Regions from separate parts of the Mus musculus genome. Here regions 2 and 3 are each linked to region 1. Evidence: chromatin contacts called from public HiChIP or PLAC-seq data. All regions are on one chromosome and are shown on one strand. The core of a region is the stretch at or near the end of the contact, and the rest is flanking DNA. Distances in the headings are between cores, read along the strand shown. Region 1 overlaps Gm31954 (a long non-coding RNA gene). Region 2 holds the start of Stx8 (syntaxin 8). Region 3 overlaps Stx8 (syntaxin 8).

Evidence for each region. HiChIP or PLAC-seq counts read pairs in DNA pulled down with a chosen protein or histone mark.
Region 2: a contact with region 1 is called in an H3K4me3 HiChIP or PLAC-seq map of bone marrow-derived macrophages, with 5 times the contacts expected there. The contact joins the promoter of Stx8 here to the enhancer-like site in region 1. A contact is called at or near these places in 24 of 39 promoter capture datasets (the 3T3-L1 cell line, 3T3-L1-derived adipocytes, the C10 cell line and 15 more), 5 of 15 datasets of contacts at CTCF or cohesin (the NIH/3T3 cell line, embryonic stem cells, hippocampal excitatory neurons and 2 more), 35 of 484 Hi-C or Micro-C datasets (the 3T3-L1 cell line, the C10 cell line, CD4 T cells and 21 more), 27 of 115 datasets of contacts at active chromatin or transcription factors (the 230-238 cell line, the SCID.adh cell line, Th17 cells and 15 more) and 3 of 9 other capture datasets (adipose tissue, liver and macrophages).
Region 3: an H3K4me3 HiChIP or PLAC-seq map of bone marrow-derived macrophages shows a contact between it and region 1, with 6 times the contacts expected there. The contact joins two enhancer-like sites. A contact is called at or near these places in 14 of 39 promoter capture datasets (the C10 cell line, the HPC-7 cell line, HPC-7-derived erythroid cells and 11 more), 3 of 15 datasets of contacts at CTCF or cohesin (the NIH/3T3 cell line, large pre-B cells and pro-B cells), 12 of 484 Hi-C or Micro-C datasets (the 3T3-L1 cell line, 3T3-L1-derived adipocytes, CD4 T cells and 9 more) and 22 of 115 datasets of contacts at active chromatin or transcription factors (SST interneurons, Th17 cells, VIP interneurons and 14 more).

Annotation. Positions count from the first base shown.
Region 1 is chr11:68,404,624-68,409,643 of GRCm38.p6, reverse strand. It overlaps Gm31954 (a long non-coding RNA gene), which reads right to left. Exons shown (of 4, transcript XR_879961.3): 3 at 3,813-3,936; 4 at 3,070-3,718. Among named protein-coding and RNA genes, the nearest start is that of Gm31954, 7.7 kb to the right of the region's middle. Within about 2 kb of position 2,198, at least 23 of the 459 cell types and tissues checked have an H3K27ac peak or open chromatin away from gene starts, as enhancers often do. A contact at or near this core is called in Th17 cells, bone marrow-derived macrophages and macrophages, where this site is marked.
Region 2 is chr11:67,964,084-67,969,103 of GRCm38.p6, reverse strand. It overlaps Stx8 (syntaxin 8), which reads right to left and starts at 2,646. Exons shown (of 8, transcript NM_018768.3): 1 at 2,587-2,646. The coding sequence starts at 2,603. It overlaps Cfap52 (cilia and flagella associated protein 52), which reads left to right and starts at 3,462. Exons shown (of 14, transcript NM_027963.2): 1 at 3,462-3,582. The coding sequence starts at 3,513.
Region 3 is chr11:68,029,727-68,034,746 of GRCm38.p6, reverse strand. All of the region lies in intron 6 of Stx8 (syntaxin 8), which reads right to left. Among named protein-coding and RNA genes, the nearest start is that of Stx8, 66 kb to the right of the region's middle. Within about 2 kb of position 2,031, at least 37 of the 459 cell types and tissues checked have an H3K27ac peak or open chromatin away from gene starts, as enhancers often do. A contact at or near this core is called in bone marrow-derived macrophages, where this site is marked.

The sequences.
Region 1 (5,020 bases), core at 949-3,448:
ACACTAATTATTGTGACTTAACCAGTTGTTTTGAGTTGTTGCAACAGAAGCTTCCACTGCTTATTGCATTGTGTTTGGAAGGAGTCCCTCAGATAGTGTGGTGGTTTGAGTAAGAATGGCCCCCATGGCAGGCTTTAGTGGCACACATCTTTAATTCCAATATTTGAGAGGCAGAGGCAGGATCCCTGTGAGTTCAAGGCCAGCCTGGTCCACTTAAGCAAGCTCAGGACAGCCAGGGTTCTATTACACAGAGAAACCCCGCTTTGGAAAACGAAAGGGGACAAAGAAGACACTATTGTGAAGTGACTTCAAATGTGGAGAACATAGGTACAACAGCTACTTAACCGTTTAGGATATGTAAGATACGTCATGAATTAGAAAGTTAAATGTGTCAGTTAAAAAAAAGCATGATGGCTCAAGACTCCTGGTGAGCCTCAACTGAGGGCAGGGGTTGGAAAGAGAATTGGTCAGCAGGGTGTGGCCTGGCTTTCAGGACTTGCAGAGACCTTGGCTCATCCTAAAGCTGGAAGCCTTTCACCTTTGTAGAGTAGACTCAGCCACCCCCAGCCTCCCCCGTGCTAACTAGGTGATCAGTGAGGAGCCCCGATAGTCCTGATGTCAACCTTCATTAGCACTGGGAGGAGTCCCACCACTGTCCTGCTCATAGCCAGCAGGATGTGGAGAACCACAGACAACAGAACTTCAGACTAAGGCAAGGAGTGGTGGTGAGCTCCAACTTTCACTCTCCCTGATCTTCGCTGGCCTGAATTCCTCAACTGGCCTCAAGCTCGGGAAACCGAGTACTGGGATTACAGCCATCACACACAGTACACTTCTTTATTAACGTATTTAATTACATGCTGGAATGACATCTCTGGTAGCCAGTAGTAACAGATATACATGACACTTCCTGTTGTTTCCAACCAATGTTATACGATATTTCTTTAAAATATGCTGACTTACTGGGGGGGGGGGCAAAAAAATCACAAGTAGTGTTTTTGTCTAATGAATAATAATTACCATAATAATCATTCAAGGACGTGTTAAATTTCAGTTGGAGAGGCCAGATCTAGTTGTGCACTCGGGAGGCAGAGGCAGGCACATCTCTGAGTTCAAGACTAGCCTGATCTACAGAGCAATGTCCCGGACAGCCAGATCTACACAGAAAAACCCTGCCTTGAAAAAAACCAAACAAAACATTTCAATTGGAGCTGAGTGAAAATATCACCTAAGTAAGGCACAGAAACCTGCAGTGTAAATAGAGACAGCCCCCACTAGAGGGTGCTAGTGTTGTAGAAAGAGGAGTGTCTGACTGACCTCAGCTGTCACAGCTCCAGGCCACCATCTCTTCCCTTAACCCAACCTCCAGGCCTTCCCAGGCCATCTCTTCCCTTCCACCTACCTCCAGGCTTGTCCATGCACACTGTGCTCTTAAGAGTGGAAGATTCAACTTTGCTGTACTAACAGGTCTGACTTTCAGCCCGCTGGGCTAACCAGAAAACAAAAGAACACACAAGATTCTGGTTCTGAGCCGAAGCTGTGTCCCACATCTTTGATGGTTTGATGGACAGCCAAGTCTCAGAGGGTGACCTCTGATGAAATCTGAGGAGGGCCACTAGCCTTCTGGAAAGTTCTTTCCACTATGTTTGGGAACATGTCACCAGGGTCAATGGTGGGCGAGTCGCTTCCACCTTGAATGTGTGGATGTGACAGTCAGAGCGGCTGAACTCTATGTAGAGTCCTCTCAAAGGGGGGCTGGGAATAATTCCCACCTGGGGCTGAGCACAGCAGTAGTGCTCTTCATCCCCAAATGCAGAGTGAGCCCAGGTCAGTTCCTCCATCGCCATTTCCCCTCCTACGTGCAGCTTTGAAAGCACTTGAGAGGCAGTGTGATAGGGTGGCCATAACCACACCCCTAAGCCTGGGGGGGGGGGCAGCGCTTCCCTATCAGGTGAGAGCCATGGGGCTGTGTTTCAGCAGCCTCCACAAAAGCAGAGCCTAGACAAGCTCTGTTAAGAAACCCAGCCTTGCCACCTCCTTAATGCAACATCAGCAAGTCGTGGAACCTCTATGTCTGAAGTGGAGAGAGGGGCAGCCCTGACCTTATGAAGTTGTTATATTGACATGACTCAAAGAACACAGTGCACTCCAAAGACGGCCCAGCCTACAGGAAGTACCAATGAGGAGCTGCCCGCCGCTGACAACTGTCAGCACGGTTTAAGACAATGAGACAATGCTGACACCATTCTTGCCCTCGTGCTTCCTCTCTCATGACTCTGAGAAGTTAGCCTCTTTCTCTTTCTTAAAGAGACTGTTCTCTGGCTCAGGACGTAGCTCAGTGGAAGGCTATTTACCCAGTATGCATCAAGCCCTGGTCCCATCACGGGCACAACAACCGCATCCATCACAGCTGACAAAGAAAACACCTTTTTGAGCCCACTGCTGTCCTTCCAGGCTCTACAGGTATGGCGGGAGAGTGACTTTGTCTTTTTACATTCACCTAACATGGTGTTACCATTGACACTGGTGACTTCCTATCTTTGTGGAGGAGCTCTGCCAGAGGGCTGAGCATCTAGGCCTGAAGTCAGATGCCCTGTATCCAAATGGTGACTCTGATGCTTTGTAGCATTGTGACTTCAGGGTGACTTGATCCCCTTTTGACTCAGTTTTCTCATTTCTGAAATGAGACATTAGAAGCACTGTACTACTCTAGCTCTTAGAACAGGCTGGACACATAGCCAGTGATCAATATGTGCTAACTGCTACACTGGCTTCTTGACCACCCCAGGCTGCCCCAGGGTCATAGCCTTTACCTGCCCTGTCCCTGCCAAGGAAAACCTCTACTCTCCTACCTGACTAATACCTTCCCCAACCTCAAGTTTCAACATAAGTATCTATTCTCCAGTTGTGCCCAGAGTCTCAGCCCCTAGAGTCTCTGTACATCTTTTTTTTAAGGTTTATATTTACTTTTATCTTCTATGTATGTATGAGTGCCCCCTGTGTATGTATGCATACCATTTGTGTGCCTGGTGGTCACAGAGGCCAGAAGAGGCCATTCAGTCCCCTGAAACTGGAGGTATAGGAGGTTGTGAGTCACCATGTGGGTGCTGGGAACAGAATCCCAGTCCTGTACATGAGTATCAAGTGCCTTCTACTGTTGAGCTATCTCTCCAGCCTCATCTCTTAACTTGTATTGCTTATCTGCATAGCGGTCACACAGACACATATGCTGTTGTTTATTAAATATTTGTCTTCCCCACTAAGCTTAGAGCCTGATGAGTCCACAGCTGTGTCTGCCCAGTTCCGTGTCCTTGAAGGCTGACATGCCAAAGGAGTCCATAAATGTCTGCACACTAAATAAACCACGCAGGCTTCCAAACGGCTAGTGCATGTGGGTGGATGCCAGGGCGGGAAACATCTGAAGCTGAGGCTTGAATGGCAGCGATGGGGAGTCTGGAGAGTCACGGTCACAGTTTTCCAATCCCTTCACTTGTTGATGGACTCTGGTCCCTTGGCTGCCCTTTTATAGATCAGAGGGTCTAGGAGAGAATTCTTGAACACATCTGACTCCTTGCTCTGGGTGACCAGATGGCCCAGGGATGTCAACTGGCCAACGTGATGGAATGCGTGGTGAGGAGGATGGGAGACACTCCAGTCTTCGTCTTCTAGCACAGTTAAATTCCAGGAATACCAGCGAGGGGATCAGGCCATGTCATACCTGCCTTGCAAGACAAACAAGCCACAGGTTGAGGGAGGGGGTGGGCAGGGATATGCCACAACTGCATGAGAAAGGAAGGGCCAGATGTACAAACCGGAAAATGCCTCGATGCAGGTGGAGTTGAATACAGTGAACTGAGCTCTATGAACAAGCCCATGCCTGCCAGCCAGCATGTCAGAGCCTTGTCCGGAGGAGCTCTGGGCTCACTAGGTTCACTCCTGAAAAGACACGGCAAGAATGGCTTGTGATTGACATACCGCGCAGGTAGAACGCAGGTAATTCTCCCAGGCCAGGGCCCTGGCTCTAGTTGCTAAAATCAGGATTATGTCTGTGCTGATTTACTTCTCAGCTGGGTTTTGCTAAAAAGCCTCCAGGAGGCCACCAGACTGTGGGTAAGATTGACAAGAAAGGCCAGCCTCCTTTGGGTCTCCCTTCCTGGACAAAGGGCAAACACGAGGGAATACATTCAGAGAAAGAGGTCCTCCTTCTTCTGGAACCCTCTTTGAGTGCCAACTCTAGCCCCAAACAAGTGTGTTTGTGAAGGCTAGAAAGAAACTAAATGCCATTTACAAGTTCTGCTCCGAGTAGAGCAAATGCCAACCTTGCTAGGAACGCCCGAGCAATTTGGAGCCTGAAGTGCTAGTGCCCAACCGAGAGCCCATTGTTCAATTGGAAATTTGTGGGGAAGTGATTTTGGCTGCCACAGTATTGAGAGTAGGGGTCACCATGTCTATTTAGTAGCCAGGGACAGTAAGTGCCAGGTTCCTACAGTCCATGGTATGTAGGACAGTCATGCACAACAGAGCTATTTTCCTGTATCTTTCTAAATACTACACTAAACATCATGGAGATAAAAAAGAAAAAAATCATTGGTAGGCAAAGGTCAACCTTACCTTGTCTTAGAATACACATTTATTTTTATTTGACCAAACACTGTGGCCACTTTGAAAAATCATATTGCTTATGGCAATGCTACTCAAGGGGTTTAGATCACATCTCTACCAGTCATTGTTACTGTGGTCTCCCTGGTCATCCCACACACAGATGAAAGTATTTACCCACTCTATTATGATATCTTGTGTTCTTATGCCCAGGCACTTACATAAGCTTTCACTGTGTGTGGCTTTTTCTCATGCCCTTAGTAAGATATTTTAGTTGATATGGAAGAGGAAGTTAGGTATGTTGGAAGGCTATATCATCTATAAATTTTATTTGAGGATGATCAGGGGGTGTCATAACTATTTATAAAATGAAAGGTAACTGTGGGAGACCTCGGATGTGGGTGGCAGCACCATGCTTGGG
Region 2 (5,020 bases), core at 1,397-3,896, 440 kb after region 1:
GTGATGGGATCCAATGCCCCCTTCTGGTGTGTCTGAAGAGAGTGACAGTGTACTCACATACATAAAATAAATTAATAAATCTTCAAAAGAAAAAAATTCAAGTCAACACCCAACAGCACCCTGTGTTTTCCTCTTCACAGCATTTTAAATTCTGGTCTCATCTCTCACACCAGTCTGCTCCTAAGAAGTGGGAACTCATGTGCTCAAGTGAATGATGTATTCTCTAGGACTGCCCATTGCAAAATATTGAAAACTTCTGTTTGCCCTGATGTCCCAGCTTTACCCATAAGAAAATAACTAGCTTATGTCTCTAAAATATTCCAGCACTGGAAGTAGTAGCTTATAACCTCAGCTACTTGAGGCTGAGACAAGGGACTTGTAACTTCAACGTTAGTCAGCTAGAAGCTGCCTGGGTAAAACTTAGAGATCAGTCTCCAACTTTAAAGAAAAGGGGCTGGGCGTTACTAAGGGCACAGATGGATGGGGAAGCATTTGTCTATAGCTTGCGCAATGCACTAGGCTCAGCCACTGAAGTGTCTAGCTTGGGCTGGGGATGCGGCTCCAGGTCCTATACAGAGAACTTTGTGTTGTGAACTCCACAAGCACTTCAGAGGCTGTGGCAACCCCTAAGCCTAGATTCATGTATACAGCCATATGAATCATTCAGTATAATCTGGTATAGGTGTGCATGAAAAAGAGCAGGTGTTTAAAAAAAAAAACATCAGAATAATAAAAAAATAAGTCCTAGCCCCAGCTTCCCCACACTTTACTTACTGCCTCCATGCAATAAGTAAATAATCTATGAAGACAGGAGCTTCAGTCCAGCTCTGTGACGGCACATCAAACATGTAAAACCCCGTAACTAAATCCTGTTGCTTAGGAACGGGACCTAACTTAAGTGCCTCTAGAGCTGGGGAAAGGAGAGATGACTGATGAGAGAGGCACTCGTACGGGCTGGGCCACAAGAGGACAATTTGGGCCGACTCTAAACAAGACTAAAGCAGATTTCCCTATGGGAAGGAGGAGCCGAGTCTAAGCACTGTGGAAGGCACATGGCATAAGCAAAGATGAAAGAAGAAAGCATGCCTGGCACGTTCTGCCACGCGGTGGTCCTGGGAGGAAGGTATAGTGCAAGCAGGACAGATGAGCAGAAGTCAATTCTCTGCACAGCGTGGCACGGGGGTCTAATGAGATCAGACTTACGGGAGAATTTTACCCAAGACACTGAAGCATTTCAACTCTTTTACTGTTAGTCTTAACTGTTTGACTCAGCGGCTTTCTCGTTTGCCAGCTGAAAGCTTTCTGGTCTTGCTGGGGACCAAACCCAGGGTGTCTTGCGTGTGCTAAACAATCGTTCTACAACCGGGCTAAAATTTGAAATAAGTTATGTACACTCAGATGATGCACTGATACACATTAAAAATCATGTTTTTAAGACTACCTTTTAAGGACATGGAGAAATGCTCCCTCCCTGCTTTGTAAAATACAAGCAGGATATAGATCCAAACAATAAATGCATTGGAAAAAAAGGTGAGCACTGATTGCTTCCGAGGGATAGGGGTGCTTTTTACTCCCTTCAGATACTCAGCAGTCTCTCAATTTTCTACCAGGGGTGTATACAATAGTTAAAACTTTAGGACAAAATTCAGCACTTGGCTGGGCTTGGTAGCAGAGCCACCATTTTGGAGACTGAAGCAAAAGGGTCAGGGATTCAAGATCAACTTGGGCTCCCCGAGACACTGAAAAACAAACCAACAACAAACAATTCAGCAACTGGCCCAAATAGCCTAGATCCCAGATAACTCTAATTCTGACCTTGGGATCCACTCTCTTAATATTCAAATTTATCTGCCATCAAACAACTACAAATTGTACCGGAAACACCACCATAAGGCATATTCTCCAACACAAACTTTATAGGAATGCAGTGTTATAAATTATTCATCAGGAAGGTCAGGACTTTATAGCAATTTGTTCCTTGTACAAAGATGTTTTTCATCATTCTCTCCTTGGGGTCTCTTTGCTGAATAAATGGACCTTATCAGGCACTTCCTACTTCGTGCTGACATAAGTCTTCATGCTACTGATGCAGGAAAAGTGCAAAATTTCCCCTCCCAATGTCCTACAAGTTTTCTGTGAAAAGCCCATAGCACCCGTGCCCAACTAGCTACTAACTGGTGACCATGGAGTGTGAACTTCAGTTTATAACCTTTCTGGGGATTACTGGGTGAAGGGATACCCCACCAAAAGGTTATTTTGACCTCACTTTTACAGGAGCCTGGGGAAGTCTATGCATGCAGTCAGCCACAAGCATGATGGGCAAGAAGCCCCAGAAAAGGGGGGCAAATATTCGATTGCTCAAGTCCCAGCTCCCCCAGGTCATAGCCTACCCTAGGACCACAGAGTTAGCACCGAGTAGGCAGTACGTGGCTGAGTCCCCTCAACAGGGGGAGGATTCTCGCTGATCTTCATCCCTAAGGCCGCCAGCCTCAAGCTCAAAGATGGGCAGGGTCTCTGCCAGTCCCTGGAAGCCAGTTCCACCCCCAAGTTAATCCCCATACTCTGCTGCCATCACCGGCAACTCACCAGGGGTCCGGGGCCATGGTGCAGTCTCCGCCCGCAGCTGGGACACTTCCTGCTCGTAGCAGCTGACTACGGCGGCCCGTGCGGCTCATTCCCCGCAGTTCGGAGAGTGCGCGACCCGAGCCCAGAGTTTGCAAAGTGAAACCTGTTTTAATTGACCTCAGAACGACGTCCCCGCTACCCAGAGCGCACCCCTAAGGGAGTGGGTAGCAAGAATCTATTTTTGTTAATTCACATGAATTGCTGGACGCAAGAAAAATAGTTAAATTGTTGAGCAGAATCAAAACATTTTCCCAGGGAATGGAAACGCGTCAACCCCGGCTCTCTGTATTTTTCTTCTTAATTCAAAACAGCAAGACAAGCTGGGTGTGATAACTCAAGCCTGGAATTCCAGCACTTGGATGGCTGAGGCAGGAAATATACATACAGGCAACATATGTACCATACATGCATGAATACATACATACATACATACATACATAAAAATAGTTGCATACTGTACTAAAACGTTTTTAGTGATTTTTTTAAATTTTTCTTTTAAAAAGAAGTATCAATGCCATGTTTTTTATAGCAACCTATTCATCATAGGCAATTCTCTGTGCTCAATTATTCTGTGTTCAATTATTTTTAATAATCATCACGAGGGGCTTAATTGTATAGTTTTTAAAAAGTCACAGACCTGTACACGGGAGAGGAGGAAATTTACCTTGTGCACTTAGCGTCAACCTACCACCTACATTTCCAGAATGGATAAAATACATACTAAGGAAGTCCTCCCAACATTTGCAAGAGGGGAAATCAACTCAAACACAGTGGGCTGGGTTTCTGCTCCTGCATGAACCTAGCACGCATGCGTGCGCCAGTTACCATGACGACCAGGAGACGCTGCACCCTGGAGTTGAAGAATCAATGAGCTGAAACTCTCCAGGATGGAAGAACAAGTTTTACCCGAGCTGGATGTAGCAGAACTGGAGCTTCAGGCTGTGATCGGCTTCAATGGTGAGACCTTGAGCAACCATGATTTGATGCCTCAGGGACAGTGAGACGCTGACCTGGTAGCGCCTGAGAGGCAGTGGGAATAGCGGCAAGAGTGTGGCCAGGCACCACCCGCCCCAGGATGGTGGCAGATCTGGGCCTCATTCCTGAGCCTCAGGAACTGGCATGGGTGTAAGAGCTCAGATAAAGCTCCTCCAGAGACCAAATGAGCCTAACTCGGTAGGAGTATGAATAAGGGTCTTTCCCAAAGTAAGAACTCAAAGGTTTAAGACCAGGATAGAAGGGAAGTAGGACATTAAGGGAGAAACCTTTTTAATTCTGGAGGGGCCTTCTTGTGGTGCTCACACTTTATTTGTGACTGTCGTGGTAAATATTGAGAGAGAAATGCTGTGATTGGGGGTCGTGTTTGGCGTGTAGCGAAAAGGCAAGGAGTTAAATTTTAGGGGGAAAATTGATTTTTTAAAACGAATGTAGTGCCTGAAAGCTTTACCGTTGAAAGGATGCGGTGCGGAACGATTACAGAGTAAATAAAGGTTTAAGCGCTCCTGGCATTAACTCTTGAGTCTTCGTTGCTCTGTGCTGCTTTAATTGAAAGCCAGCGTTTTCTGTATCTGAGCCAACACTGTCTGTAGAGATGGACAAATATTACCGATAAGAAGTGATCCCTGGAGAACTGCAAAAAAATATTCTGGTGAGCCGGTCAGTGCAAAGACACACAAGATCTGTGATTGATTTTTTTTTAAGTAATTTACTTTATGTGCATTAGTATTTTGCCCTGCCATATGGATGCTGAGATTGAACCCTGGTCCTTCGGAGGAACAGCCCATGCTCTTAACCACGGAGGCATCTCTCTAGCCTGTAACTGAATTTTTGCTAACACAGTAAGGAAAGAATCTTAAAGTGTATCAAAGTTTGGGAAAAGGGTTGCTTAAAAAAAAAAACAAACAAACAAAAAAACCTGCGTGGGTGTTTTGCTCAGAGCGCATATCTGTGAACCAGTGCCCAAGGAGGCCGGAAAAGAGCATCAGATCCCCCAGGACTAGAGTTACAGACAGACGTGAGTCCCATGTGAGTGCTAGGAATGAAAGCTGGGTCCATTGGGAAAGAAGCCAGGGTTCTTAACTGCTGAGCCAACTCTCGGGCTCCTTGTTTTATTTTTAATTATGTGTATGGGGTGGAGGAATGGACATGTAAGTGCAGGTGCTCGTGAAGACCAGGAGAGGGCGCCAGATCTGGTGGCAGTGAAGTTACAGGTGGTATGTCCTAGGAAGTGAGGTCAGGTCCTCTGCAAGAGTTGTGTACACTCTTGCCTAGACTTCTCCCGAGCCCGTGGGAAAAAGTTATTTATTGAAAGAAGCCAAGAAAAGACTGATTTTTTTTATTGTGAAAAGACTCTTTTTGAATTTAAATAGTCTTTAACCAGAGGCTAAGGATTGGGGTG
Region 3 (5,020 bases), core at 782-3,281, 370 kb after region 1:
AGTTTTGTGTTTAGACTAGGTTTGCAACCTCAAGATCTCCGGTTGTGTAATGTCAATACTCTCAAATTAAAACATACTTATCTTAAGCATTTGAGATAAGAGATATTCCGTGTATACTTCCAGGACAAAGGGCACTTAGGCTGGTGAGAAGACATGAGAGTTGAAGGGGTAGCAGCATGGAGAGACACACGCTAGCTCTTCAGGTGCTCTGTATGACTGGGAGGATCGGAGGAAGTGGACATTTTACCCTCAGAGGTATAACTGATATTAAAACCCCACACTGTTTCCAGTGATAGACGTGGCAAGATCTTGGTGCAACACACCTCCAGCCTGACAGGGGCAACCAGAAGAACATCAGCATGGCCCAATGCCCGGTGACAAATAAAATCTCAGCCTAACTGAACATGAAACAAGAGATATCATGCCATCAGTAAAAGTGAGCATTTATTAAGCACTTGCTGTGTGCATGCACTGTGTTAAGCACCACCTCGTTTTCTCCTCAACAACCTTCTGGGGACCATTACTTATCCTACTCTATTTGCCCTCAGTGCTGAGATAAGGAAATGTGATTTCCAAAGGTAATGGGGCAACCAATCAAGATGGCTAAACGAGAAGCTTTTCCGCTTACCCCACTGATGGGGACACAGGGAATGTGCATCCCTGTAATGACAGGAATGAAGCAGGTGCAGAGAGAACAAATTCTCGGTACACAAAAAACAGAACTATTCTCCAGTGATGCCAATTCTGTTTCCAAATGACTGCCTGAGATGGTTAGACAAGATAAAATGTCTTGCCAGGTGGTGGTGGTGGTGGTGCATGCCTTTAATCCCATCACTGTAAACGCAAGTAAAGCGGACATGCAGTGGGCCTCTGTGCCCTTCTGTGGTTGGTCCTTGGCAGGTACCTTGGAACTTGGATGTGGGGAGGGGTGAACTGTTAACTGATAAGTGCGGCCCAAGGTGTCTGGGCTGCACAGACAATGTGGCTTATGCTGAACACCTGCTTTCCTTCTGGTTCTCTGGAATTTGGATACCCGCCAGGGAGGAGGTAACACGCCTATGTAGTAGATGCCTTGAATAAAGCCTGGGCGATCACCTCTAATGCGATTCCCTGATTAGTAACATCTCATACACGCTGTCAGAACTCATTTCGGTGGGATTAAGCATATCCTGTGTGACTTTACTGGCTCAATGTCCTTGGAAGGTTGCCCTGGGTGCCCTTGGACTTTACTTCTGAGCCCGGCCCTTGGCTGATTCTGTTTTGTATCCTCTCATGTGATAACTAATAACCATGAGCATACCCAGTGCATGCTCATTGTTTGTGGGCAAACGCTGACTTAGTAAGCACTAGACCAGGTTCCTAAGGGAACCATGTGACCTCTATGTCCAGATCTCATCATGCAAGTTACAGTATTTTGTCCCCAAAGCAACTCATTACAGTGCTTCTATTTTCTTTGTATTTCAAAAGAAAAACAAGGCATTTAGGTCTACCCACCCAAATCAACTTCACCTAAAAGCTCCCAATCACATCCAGAGATCATCTTCTAGATTCTGTGATTCTGGATCCTGCTAAGTTGGCAATGACTGTTAGTCATCACAAAACCTTGCAACAGGACCCAGGGCCAGAACCTCCAACCTTCGGGCATCTTTGGAGGAAAGAGGAAAGAAAAATGCAGCTCGTTGCCATGTCTGACCTTAGAACATGTCAGGAATGACTCAAATTCTGTGTCGCCTTACAATCACTCAAGATTGTAAAAGTGTCACCTACACAGACGTGGGGGCTACAAACTTGGGGAGGCTCCAACTCAGCTTTAGCCCTCCCTTCTTCCTACAAAGGCACTGAGGAAGAAAACCACTGTGCAGAGCGGCAGGAGCGGAGCTCAGGGAGACCTACTCTTTGCATCTGTGATGCTACTGGATCCTTTCTGCTTGCTGTGCTGTGCTGTGCTGTGCTGTGCTGTGCTGTGCTGTGCTGAGGTGCATTCTTTGGTTCAGCTGCTACAGTAGGAGGGACTGTGGCTGCCTCCTCCTTTTCAGAGATCAAGTAGGAACTGTGGGGAAGCCCATGGGAAAGGAAGGCCGATGAGTCACCTACCCGAGCTGTCCCAAGACATAAACCAACTATGGGCCCAGAAAGAAATGAAGAAGGCATAGTCTAGAAAAGGCAAAGTCCTTGTGGCTCAATGGTCTCAGCTCATCATCAAAACTAAAGCTAGCAGCAGCAAAGCCATGTGACAAGTACCACACCCATGCCAAGCAATCATTTCTGCATACTCAGCAGACTCACAGACACTGGCTCCTAGCTGTGCTGTAATAATAATAATAATAAAAGTATATTTCTCATCTTTACCCCCTAGTTCTTAGCAAGAACATCAAAAACCTTGGAATTCCCTGATAAGAGTAGTTTTTGTTATCTTTAAGAAATGCTTTTAGATTTGTGGCAAGGAGATGATTCCTAGGAGACCTTTAAGTAATTTGAGAGGAGGACTAGCTCTATGCATGATTAGAGCACTGAAAGTTTCAGGCCCAAGCTCACCTTCAGTGGTGGCGAAGGAGGCTGGTTGTACCATGGCCAATGATCAATCAAGTACTGAAGCCTCCACGAAAACCCACCAGCAAGGTCCTGACAGCTTTGAGGGCAGGGAACACATGGATGTGCTCTGAGCACGGCACACGTGGAAAGGGCATGGAGACTCTGCACCTCCTCCCCGACACCTTGCCACATTCACTACACTACTTGGCTCTTCCAGAGTGGCAACTACTACAATAAAACCCTATAAGCACGGCACCTTCCTGAGCTCTGTGAATGTTCTCATAAAGTACCCAATTCAGAAGAAGAGTCACGGGAATTTGTAGCCAAGCAGATAGAAGTGCCTAGGGACATCTAGGACTTAATAGCTGTATCTACACTGGGATGGTCTGGGGACACTGAGTCTATAGACCTGTGGAGCATCAGGAACTGCTGGATGCCCAGGGAGAGTCAGACAGTAGTTAGAATGACAGACTGTCTTTCCTGTTCCCCCATTCGTTCCTACTCTGTTAACAAGCCTCTGTCTATAGACAAAGACTGTCCACCCTCAAGTACCTAAAACTACGAATACAAGGAACAGGATTACCTTTCCTCATCTCCCTAATTGTATTACTTTAGGGAAATTCAGCCATGAAGGTAGCAGGTGATAAGGTGGGGTGCCACTCATAGGAAGCCAAGCAAACAACTTCCACGGACTCCAAATGAAACATCTGTTCTAGCAAAGCTTCCAGAGACCCAGCCACTTTGGTAAAATACTTTATATAGCTCCTGTTAATTCATAAAAACATGCCTTTGAGTTGTAGACAGTAGAGTTCAGCGTGTTGCCTCCTTCCTTCCAGAGAGCACAACCACGCTGCAGAGATGATCCTTTTTCTCTAAGAATGGCAGACACAGAGACACAGAGGAGAGCTATCAATGAACAAGTCCTTCAGAAGACTCACTTGTTCAAAGACGAGACCTGGGCTGTATGGACAAACCACAACGGAGGGAAACTCCAACTTGAAACAAACATGCACGCGTGCGCGCGCACACACACACACACACACACACACACATACACACACACACACACACACACACACACACACATAGCTATAGAGAGAAGCTCTTTCTTCCCAACTAGAGAGCACTGGAGACCCGCCAGGCTTGGAGTCAATGGCTACTGGCAGCCACAGAATGTTCTACACAGAGAGTGACTGTGAGGCAGGAATCAGGCCTGTGTGCAGAGTTCTCTATGGAGCAGCTGGGCCCAACTACCCTGAGCCCTGCCCTGTGTGGGCTGCAGCCTCCAGGGTTTACCCCCAGCTGCAACCCTTGGCCAGCTCTCTCTGGAGAGGAAGGACTGCTGTGAATGGAAGGCCCTTGGGAGCTGGTGTTCAGGCAAGGAAATGAGTCAGAGGCTCTGAGCTAGCTACAGGGTAATAAGAGGTCAATGAAGAAGCCATGTCACCCTAGGTGAAAGTTCCCAGCATTTTCCCCCTAGGTTAACGTTCTAATGCCATCACTTCTAGGGCCCTGACTCTGCTTGCGTGTTCTTCTTACTTAGCCCATGAGAAGCATGCCCGGGTAGAACCTAAGTACTTGTAGATTCATGGCACATTGTCCCAGGCAAGAAAGAAGCCCTCTGGGTAACCCGATCTGCCACCATTTAAAAAGCTGGCTATATGTGTCAACATGGTCCTCCATTCATAAACCTAAAGTGCTGATAAAACATTAGCAGAGGGCTGGTGAGATGGCTCAGCAGGTAAGAGCACCCGACTGTTCTTCCGAAGGTCAGGAGTTCAAATCCCAGCAACCACATGGTGGCTCACAACCATCCATAACGAGATCTGACTCTCTCTTCTGGAGTGTCTGAGGACAGCTACAGTGTACTTACATATAATAAATAAATAAACAAACAAATATTTTAAAAAAACATTAGTAGAGATGTAAGGAAAATCATAGCAGCAGAGATTGAGCTCATTACAAACTGCATGCCTAAAACAACCTTCCTTTCTCAGGAGACCAGAGACTGCAGCCAGAGATCAAGTTGTCATCACAAGACTGGCTTCTAAGGCCCTCTATGGTGTGTCTCCCTCGTGTCTTCCCAGGGTCCCCCTCCATATGTGTCTTGTTCCAGTTTCTTCACCTTACAAAGGACACTAGTCACACTGGATTAGGGCCCAGCCGACTGACCTCATTCTAACTTAATTACCCCTTTAAAAAGCTCTTTCCAAATACAGTTACATTCTTAGGGGTAGGCTGTCAGAACACCGACATGTGAATGGGGCAAGGCATAATTCAGCCCACAACAGCATGAAAGAAAAACTCTGAGATGAACAACCCAAAACTTGCCAAGAAAAAGCAGGAAGGATACAAGGAAGAGAAGAAAAATAAGTTAGTACCATTCAAAGGTTTTCAAAAGATCTCACAAGCAAAAAAAAAAAAACCACACTTCCGTGGAAAAAAAGCAACCATAAACATTAAAGCTTTTTAATGGTGAAAATCATAG